2 separate regions of the Danio rerio genome follow, and region 1 is linked to region 2. The links are chromatin contacts, called in public Micro-C maps. All regions are on one chromosome and are shown on one strand. The core of a region is the stretch at or near the end of the contact, and the rest is flanking DNA. Distances in the headings are between cores, read along the strand shown. Region 1 holds the start of LOC101885672 (E3 ubiquitin-protein ligase NEURL3). Region 2 overlaps pdlim2 (PDZ and LIM domain 2 (mystique)).

Region 1 (4,701 bases), core at 1,980-4,479, 190 kb before region 2:
ATGAAAGGTGATATAAGGGAAATCTTCTACAGTATGTGCTTCAGGACATAAGTAAATTATCGTATGTTTTTCAGATGTTATTAGTTTTGGCAAAGATTAAAAAACAAACATGTCAAAAGAAAAAAATAATCAATTTATTTAAAGATGTCACGTGAGATTGGGTGAACTCACGCTTTTGCTTTTACTATTCTTGCAGTGTTCTTCTTGTTTGTGGTCAAAATAAATAAAAACAAAATAGGCACTGGATCTCAGTTGTTGTAAGTGAAGTAAAAACAAATGTACACCACTGCTGAATACAAAATGTATGTAAAGATTAAATCCTATGTTCTAGTACATAATACTTGCTACAAAAGATATTTAAAATGTCTTATGATTTTAAGATTGTAAATGTTTTGATAAAGGTTGAAGAACCAAACATGTCAAAACAAAAAAAAAGTCACATGTTTTAGAGGTGGCAATTGAGATCAGATGAACTCATACTTTTGCTTTCATTATGACAGATAGTCTTGGCACACGTGTTTGTGGTAAAAAGAGGGAAAAGGGGATAGGCCCTGAATCTTGGTTGTTTTTTAACTGTATTTTATGATTTAAGTACAAGGAAGTAAAAATATTTATTGCCCACCACTGCTGAACACCCACTATATTTAAAGATTAATTCCATTTACACTTCTCACAAAAGATAAAGCACACTGGTTGAAATTTACAAACGTTTGTTTTGTTCATTACTTCAAACGAGGTAATAATATGATTGAGCATATCATAAATATAGTAACCTTGACACAAACACTCAAACTGAAAGTGAAATAATACTTAGTTTTCTAGATATGGCCTTGTTGACCAAGTAATTGGCGTAAATCTTTAAACTGACAGTAAAAAAGGGCCATTGAAGCTTGGATATGCCTGTTTTTAGAAAACTAAATATGTAGAATTTATTACAGTTTTTTTACAATGGCTATGACACTTTTTTCAATACATTTAACAAGTTTGCTAAACTCTTAACGCAGCAACAAACCTAAAATACACAATTGGCAAAACAGTTAATTTCATGCTCAAAATCACACATTATAAACTAAACCTCTAAACTACTTTTCAAAATACATTAATAAACGAACACGCTACACCATGTCTAACGAAACACTGCAATCATGTTTCAAAATGAAATTATTGTTCAAAACACAAACACATGTTCTCTTCCAACATAAACATTCAGTCAATCAGAACACACTGACAATAAAAACACTATCATCAGCTGACATTACAGAAACTCCATTAGTTTATGTGTCAGCTCTGCCCTTATATTTGAAGTCTCGTTACAGTTTTGTTTCGTTGGGTTAAGTAAATGCATGCATTTTCTTTCGTTTAAGGCAAAAAATCTATACAAAACGAAGAAAAAAAATTGCTTTATAAAATTTACAGTTTATGTAAAAAAAATACAGACACAGAATTTCTGCAGTACAGACTTTTTTTGCAGAAGGACATCACTGCAAACAGAAAAAGCACCACAATTATAATAAAATAACAAAGTAATCTTCTATACTGCCCGGTCTTTTGCCACATGTTCTCATCCACATTATACTTGATATATTCTGTGGCCCGGCACGGTAACTGTGGCCCTTTGGCCTATTATGTTTTTCCTATGGCGACATCCCCAGCCTTGTCAACATTGAAAATTTCATGTGGTACTTGATTGGCCTCTAACTTCATGACTCTCTGAAAGTAATTAGACACAGTGTATGCAAATGCTGTATATGTACTGTATGTACTAATGAACTCCAGGTTTATACTCCAGGTATTGGTGACAGAGTTCTTTGATGTTCCTTTCAAAAACCTCAAAAGTCCTCTATTAGAACATATGATCATGTGATTGGAAAAACCAAAACAAGACATGAGTGTGCTTTCTAGATGGGAATCAGCTGTCATATATATATATATATATATATATATATATATATATATATATATATATATATATATATATATATATATATATATATATATATATATATATATTTATGTATTTATTTATTTATTTATTTATATAACCGCAATATGCTGTTTCTCATTGGCAATTGAATAAAATACAGGGAATAAACTTGTGTTTCAATTCACAATTAGAACAGCTGTTCCTTTTGACTTTATCCTATATAATTTCTGTTTAGAGCATAATGTTATCTGTTCTGACATACTGTGTTAAAGCATTTGTAAATTTGACTGTAAAATTACATTGTTTTGTTCTTGGTTGTGCTTGTGTGTAAAAGAAGTTAAAGCATTTTAAATTTGTGTTAACTGGATGCATTTTGTGTCAAAACAACAAGAAATGTGTTAATTGTATAGCCCACGAAGACGGATGTTGTGCTAACCGTGTTAAGAGTTTAGGAAACTTGTTAAATGTATTGATAAAAGTGTCATAGCAATTGTAAAAAACGGTAAGTTATAGCTATATTGCATGTCCGTTTATGTTAAATAAGTTTTCTAATTTAAAAAATGCCTAAATAAATAAAAAATGCAGCATTGTATGTAACCGCAGGAATACAGCAGGAAATGTAAACCGTTCTACAAAATCAAGTAATGATTAACCAACAGAGTGAAAGTGAAAGTACACCGATGCAACAGTCTATAGCAATTTACAGTAAATGATGGCAACTCAAGATTCTTTGTTTTTTCTGTCCATCTTTGATTGATAATATACTTCAAAACAAATAAAAATGTAGTTACAAATATATCAATAAATTGTCTATAAGGAAAATTGTCTAAAATATTAAATTATGAATGTATGGGGGAAATCAAATTAAGGTAGCCTATATGGAAATGTGAAAACGTACTCATAGAAACATCCAACCTCAAAAAAAAAAAAAAAAAAAAAACTTTTTTACTTGTTCAAACTACTTAATTAAAATAAGCTGAAACAACGCAATTCTTAAGATTTCATAGGAACAACTTAATGTCTTAATGTTCAATCCACATAAATTTGTTAAAAGTGTTAAGTTAATCGATTTGTGTTGGGACAGTATGCATAAATTGTGTGGAACCCAGCATTTTTACAGTGCACATTTGTGTGTGTGTGTGTGTGTATATATATATATATATATATATAAAATTTTATTTTTTTCTTTGAATGCATTAATCATATGCAGCATTAAGGAATATTGATTTCCCGGAAAGAAGGCAATTCCACAAAGCAACTTTCCAGAGATCCGCCCCTAGTCCCTCCTCATATCATTATCCTATGAGATGAAATAGTATAAACTACAACACGTGCATTTAAACAGCAACAAAACTCCCCACTTTGACAGAATTTGATGAAGGGTAGCTACTGAACATACCAATAGCTAGTGAAGAAAACAGGATGACAGAAAAAAAGAAAGGTAAGATTTTGAAATAAGACAATGGTAACTTGTAAACAACAATACAGAAATAAGACAATGAGATAGGGTTTAAACAGTAATTTAGAATTAAGTTTTATGCTTCATTAACAAATCAATTTACAGCAGATCACATATTTTAATTGTCAATAAATAATTCGATTATTGTTAATATTATTTGTTATTAAGAGTTTCGCGCAGTACTGGAAAGTGATTGTTGTGTGTTGCGTCAAGAAATCTTTTCAAACTGGTAGGCTATATTGGTGCGTAGCGGCGGCATCTAGTGGCCTGATGCCGGTAGAGAATTGAAACTTTGCTTTCCCCTTAACAGTAATCTCTGAATGACAACTAAACTAAATTCTTGGTTCTGTCCAAATTTACTTTTGACGCGCTTGGAACGATGCAGTCTTGTATTATTGAACCAGGCTGACCTATCTGTACCGGTTAGCTTAAAATAATGATTAATGGATCCGACCAACTGGCAATTCAGTATAAGCCTACATATATTGGGAAAATATGTTGATGCCAGATTTTTTTTCTTTTCCAGAGAAAGTGAAGTGCGTGTGTCACACGTCGTGGAGCCTGAAAGCGATTTCTTTCCACTCAGCTGTGAAGGGTCGTCTAATAACGTTGAGTGAAGATGGTCGTCAGGTGACTAGGGATGTTTCGTCATTCTGCCACGGACTGACATTTAGCGGGCGACAGGTTAAAATAGAGGAAAAGGTGTGCCTGCGAGTCGAGCAAAGTGTTGGACGTTGGCACGGAGCACTGAGGGTCGGATTTGCTCATGTTGCACCCGATCAAACAACGTTACCACCTTTTGCCATTCCAGACTTGACAAACTCACCACTTTACGCGGCAGTTGTAGTTCCCGTGAACACTTGTCGACCTGGCTCAGATATTCAGTTTTGGTTGAAGAAGAATGGCTGTCTGCGCGTACAAAGTTCTGATGGTAGAACACAATCAGTGCCAACCGCCCTGAATGTCAAGTGGCCCATTTGGGCAATTATTGACGTCTATGGACAGACCACAATGGTGACGATGCTTGGTGAGGCTTTTTTGAATTTTCAATAAAAAAATAAAATAAAATAAAAAAACAAAATAAAATAAAATAAATAAACAAATATTATTAAAAGAAATAAACTTTATATATTTAAATAATACTTTTTTGCTGGTTTGTTTTAATATTGATTGGCTTAATATACAACACAGGAACATAAATGTTTAGTGCTTTTCCCTTTGCCTAACAGTGCATGTGGCATGTCTGTGTTATAGGTTCCAAAAAGAAATGTTTTATTTTCACCAGAAGGTCTTGTCCTGCTCTCACACACATCAAATA
Region 2 (5,129 bases), core at 1,664-4,163:
GCACCCTTTTTCCTGTAAAACAACATTCGCCAACACTATAAATGGTCAAGCACAAAAGCGGTTGACCTGCTGGGGTGCACACTTTATTTCACTGGACACAGAACAGCCAAGGTCAATTTGAACTTAATTAAAAGAATGGCAAACTTTGTTTACCTTCTCTTCCTTCTGCCCCCATGTCCAAGTCTGTTTGTTTTTCCCATTTTGCTCATGTTTGGGTTTGACTGCATTCCTAGCAAGCTTGTCTAGATTTTAACTATGTGCTGTTGATGGGTACTATTTAGAAGCAGGCAGTAACTGTACCAGCTCAGTGAATAACTACTACAGTCCCTTAGTAATCCTGTGTATGCGTGTCTGTATGTGTCTGTATGTGTGTGCGTGCGTGCATGCTTATGTGTGTATTATTGTTTCATATCATTTTGCTGTATATGTCAGTTTGCCGTTTTAGGTTCTTTCATACTTGGTGGATATGTTGGAGACATTTGCAAACAGGTTATTAGTTCTCAAAGAAGCATGTGTCTGAACAGGGCACTTCCAGTGGTCAATGGGGCAACTTTTAGGTAATTAAACCTTGAGTTGAAATTGTTTTTCTAGTCCTTCGAGGATGTATTTTGACTCATTTTTATGGACAAAAAATAAATCTGAAATACAATAAAAAAATGCGAGCACATGTGTATGTATATTTATGTTTGCTAAGATTATATTAGTCAGTTTCAAATGTAAAACAATCCTATGCTTATCAGTTGTCAAATTTTTTTTCCAATAAAGGCTGATACACACCAGCACGCTTTTTGTTTGCATTTATCGTCAGCGTTTAAGACGTTTATTTATTTATTTATTTTTTTTCCACTGGCGTCAAGCAGAAAAGTATGCAAAATCACACCTTGAAGTTAGATGGCGCTACTTAAAAGAACACAGAAGAAGAAGAAAAAGTCTACGCACTTGTTGTTGAAGTAACAGGTGATTTGAACAAGCATGGATGGTTCAATTAGCAGCTTCAGCTCTAGCCATTTAAAAAAATTGTTATTGTTCACCAGGGCAATAAGCAGCTCCACGTTCATATTGCCTCTGGGCATCTTCTTCAGTGTGTGCTCTCATTGACAGTTTTGCACTTGAGTGCCTTAAGTGTTGTTTACTGTAACTTCAGCAGCTCCATGCACATGAACAAAAATGGCAATCTGATTGGTGGAGAAGGTTTTGACGTGGCTCGTCAAAGAAAGAAAAAACGAGCATAAGGCATTTCTTAAAAAACTACGCTTTTTACACCTGCCGTTCACTATCCTTTTGCTTAATGCCTGATTTATCAGCGTTATGAACTGCCCATTTCTCTGGCATAAATTTTATGCAACGCATGCCCTTCCAGCCATAACCCAACACTGGAAAACACCCATGAACTCTCATTCACACACTCATACACTATGGCTAATTTTGTTCACCCAGTTCTCCTTTACCACATGTCTTTGTGAGGCAACAGTGCTAGTCATTAAGTGCTAGTCATTAATCTGCAAGATACAATTGTATTTTGAAAAAAAAATAATAATAAATTCCAGTTCTGAAATGGAAGGACACTGTGGAGACCACCTTTTAAACTGTGGGGAGATGTGACAAACACAGATATGGCTAGCCCTCTCAGGGGAAGAACTACATAAGGGAAGATGGTTAGCTGGTAGGTAAGATGTGGATTTATCCAGCATAAGAACTCACCATCGCTAAAGAAACACTTATGGGGTTACTCAGAGTGGAACTACGCATAGGAAACAAAAATCCTCAAAATGTAGGCAGACAAAGCAGGCATACAACACAACTTAATGGGCCAAGTATCCAGTTCTGTCGAGTCGGGTGTTGAAGATCATGGAGGAACTCTTTATGTTTTACAAGCCACATATTATCAATGCCCCCAGAGGAGTGATGACACTTGATGGTGTGTTGTGCAAATCTTGGCACTGGCCTGTGCAGTCAGCACTGCTGTGATCTCCGCAATCTGAGCAGAGAAAGTGATTACAAGTGTCAAATACCTTAAGATCCTCTGAAAATTTTCAGTGTGACTACGGTTTTCTCTATTTCAAAGAGAGCCATGCAGTGAGATGGTCTTGCTCCATCCTAAGAAAAGAGATGCTCTGTCTGAGCATGTCTGTCACTTAGTTTACCCAAAGTCACAAGGGCTGAAATGAGAAGCGCTAATTTTAACTGTCCCAAATTGATGAGGCACAGGGAAGTGATCATCAATTGATGATGCGAAATGTGCAAGAATAAGCAAATTGCAGCGCAAGTTGAGGATGTGTATCTTCCAAAGAGGGGTCCGAGCACACTCCATGAATTTCTGGAAAACCCATGTAAACATTGAGCCTAAAGGTCTCTGACCCTCATGTCTGACCCCCACTCCTGGATGAGCAGTCTCTAGGCATCTTAAGTACGAAATAGAGATTTGAAAAACACGGAATATAGATTCATCATAACTAACCACTCTTATAAGGTACAATGAAGTATGTTATGTAAAACCTACTCTTCTGCCCTCGTGGAGCACGGCCTGGACCTGGTAGACCAGGTATGTGATCATAGCATGCAAGGTGGAGGCAGCATGGCCCTCAGCAGTGCAAGCTCATGCACTCTCCAGAGAGAAAGAATACACACCTTGTAATGAAGCTGCGAACAATCCTATGATGTGGAGGTGCTCTGCTGGCAGTGTACTGTATTTTGAGATTCTGAGAACAAAACCTAAATTCTCCTCTTGTTCTCACGGTAGTGTGTTTAATTGTTTATTCATTTTCTCATGGCAATACAGGTAAAGATTATTTTTTGACCACTTAAGTCCTGAAAATTTCCTGTACAGTTACACTGATAATAAAGACCAAAGAACAACCACTGGAATCAATAGTGACATGAATAGTCTCCCATAAAAGCAATGGAGTCTCAAAGCATTTCCCATGAACATGGAAATGCAAGTACTTGTAAACTTTTCCATGAATTCTTTTAAAAGGTTGGATGTCATTGCTGCCATCCAGCAGAGGTTTAGACTACAGGAAACTTTTGTTTGGATCCAGGGAAATGGGCACTTTTCTTTTTGTAACTTATCCAAATAAACCAATACATATTTTGGCACTCAGAAAGTTGAGAGCAATGTGTTACTCATAACAACCATGGTGCTTCAGGAAAGACTGCAGGAAGTCAACATTTTAATTTAGGTTATTTCTCCCCCTAGTGGTTATGTTGCTAATATCTTCATCTCAATCTCATGTTCTGTTCTTTTCTCTGCTTCTTCTCCACTGTCACACTGAAAGGATAATGGAGTAAAATGTCAGTAAGCTTATTGTATAATTAGTAAAACTGATCAATTAGCATGTGATTTAGAAGGGTGTATAGTCTCTGGTGACCAAAGAGATTTTGTTGTTATGCTTTTTTCTTCTGCATTATATGTTACTGTATTATTCGGTTGACATTGCATCTAAAGTTTGTTTGTTTGGTGGATGGAATAATAATTTTTAGAACAATATAAAAACATTCTTCACAGAAGTAGCACATTTTCCTCATTCATTCAATCTGCCATATTAATAACTTTTGAATGAGAATTCATAACGTTTCTCATTGAGTATTCTTTAGTATTTGATGCCAAAATCTTCCAGCAGAGAAATTGATTGTCACAGCAGCTGATAATTGCTTTAAGTGGGCGGAAATGCTCTTGGCTACACTTTTGTGAAATTTGTTGGAATGAGCCAAAAAGCCCCAGGTGGAAGCTGTCGTTTGGAGCTGGCCTGAGAACAGACTCCTCTATTTAGTACAGCTGGTGTCAGAAGAGCTGCCCAGGACAACATCCATCAGCATTAGAGCCAAACATCTGCTGGCATGCCTTTTCCATCACTCTCATCTCATTCCCAACAGTTCAGTAGATATGCACGGACATCAGGATCTCACAAGCCCGAAAGATTCTCCACAGCTGCTCCTCATGTAAATGTAGAGTCAATGTGAAATCGATTGTATAGTCTTTGTGGGAGATATTCTGCTTAGATCATAGTCAAAGATAGTCTGGACACTACACCAGCTCAAATGTTGACAGATCTGCATGCTTTAAAATTAGGAATCTGTTTTTCGTCATTTTAATGCATAAGGGAAGCTGTTCAGTCAGTGTAACGGTGTTATTCCCTTTATGTTGTCATTCATTCATTCGTTCATTCATTCATTTTCCTTCAGATTAGTCCCTGATTATCAGGAGGCGATAGTGGCACAACAAAACGATAGTGACACAACAATAGCGAAGGGGGTGGTATGAGATTTTTTTTTTGGAGGGGTTTGGGGGGGTATGGGAGTTGGGGGGCGGTTGTCTTGGACGAAAGTGAAGAGCACCGTATGGGGATGTTGTCACAGATAAAAATTAAGAGTGGGGGGTGGTGGGTTAAGGTACTTGGGAGGGGAGGTGTCCTGAGAGCCCCTAATATTATTTCTTGGGCTCTAAAACTATGTGGGCCCTTTGAATCATCTTAAATTTCTTCCCCAGGGGTCGCCACAATGAAATGAACAGTCAAATATTCAAACACATATACACTCGCATTCACACATACATACATCACAGACAATTTTGTTACCCAATTCACTTATACTGCATGTCTTTGGACTGTGGGGGAACAGGAGCACCTGGAGGAGACTTATGTGAAACTCTACACAATAATGCCAACTGGTTGATCCGGGACTCAAACCATCACCCTTCTTGCTGTGAAGCGACAGTGCTATACACTGAGCCACTGTGCCACCCTTTTATTTTCTATATTGTAGACTTAGTGTTGTTTTAAATGTTCTTTAGAACTTATTAAGCCATGTTCTTTGAGGAAACCCTGAGGATTTTTTTCTGCACAAAGTCTGTCTCTCTATAGTCCCTCCCTTTCAATAAAATATTTGACACTAGCCAATGCACAGCGTCACATTATATATTCTAAAAAAATATCAAATGTATGATAAAACAAAATTCCAGGTAATGATTTATTTGATTGGTTTTAGTTTCCATTCTTTTAAAGCAACACTAATGCAGAGTTCAGACTATGATTTTGGCCCCGATTTTGACTCGCAAACAGGTTTTGAGAAATCTGCCTTATGGCCCATTTCCACTTAGTGGTACACTACAGTTTGGTTTGGTACGCTTTTAT

What was found. Hi-C and Micro-C count contacts between places; a contact is called where the count stands out from the background.
Region 1: a Micro-C map of caudal fin shows a contact between it and region 2, with 3 times the contacts expected there. The contact joins the promoter of LOC101885672 here to the enhancer-like site in region 2. A contact is called at or near these places in 2 of 18 Hi-C or Micro-C datasets (caudal fin and an unstated tissue).

The regions. Positions count from the first base shown.
Region 1 is chr8:45,298,372-45,303,072 of GRCz12tu, reverse strand. LOC101885672 (E3 ubiquitin-protein ligase NEURL3) reads left to right here and starts at 3,229. Exons shown (of 4, transcript XM_073909924.1): 1 at 3,229-3,365; 2 at 3,910-4,410; 3 at 4,638-4,701. The coding sequence starts at 3,347.
Region 2 is chr8:45,103,990-45,109,118 of GRCz12tu, reverse strand. The region is part of intron 6 of pdlim2 (PDZ and LIM domain 2 (mystique)); the gene reads left to right. Among named protein-coding and RNA genes, the nearest start is that of adgra2, 56 kb to the right of the region's middle. Within about 2 kb of position 2,913, at least 5 of the 62 cell types and tissues checked have an H3K27ac peak or open chromatin away from gene starts, as enhancers often do. A contact at or near this core is called in caudal fin, where this site is marked.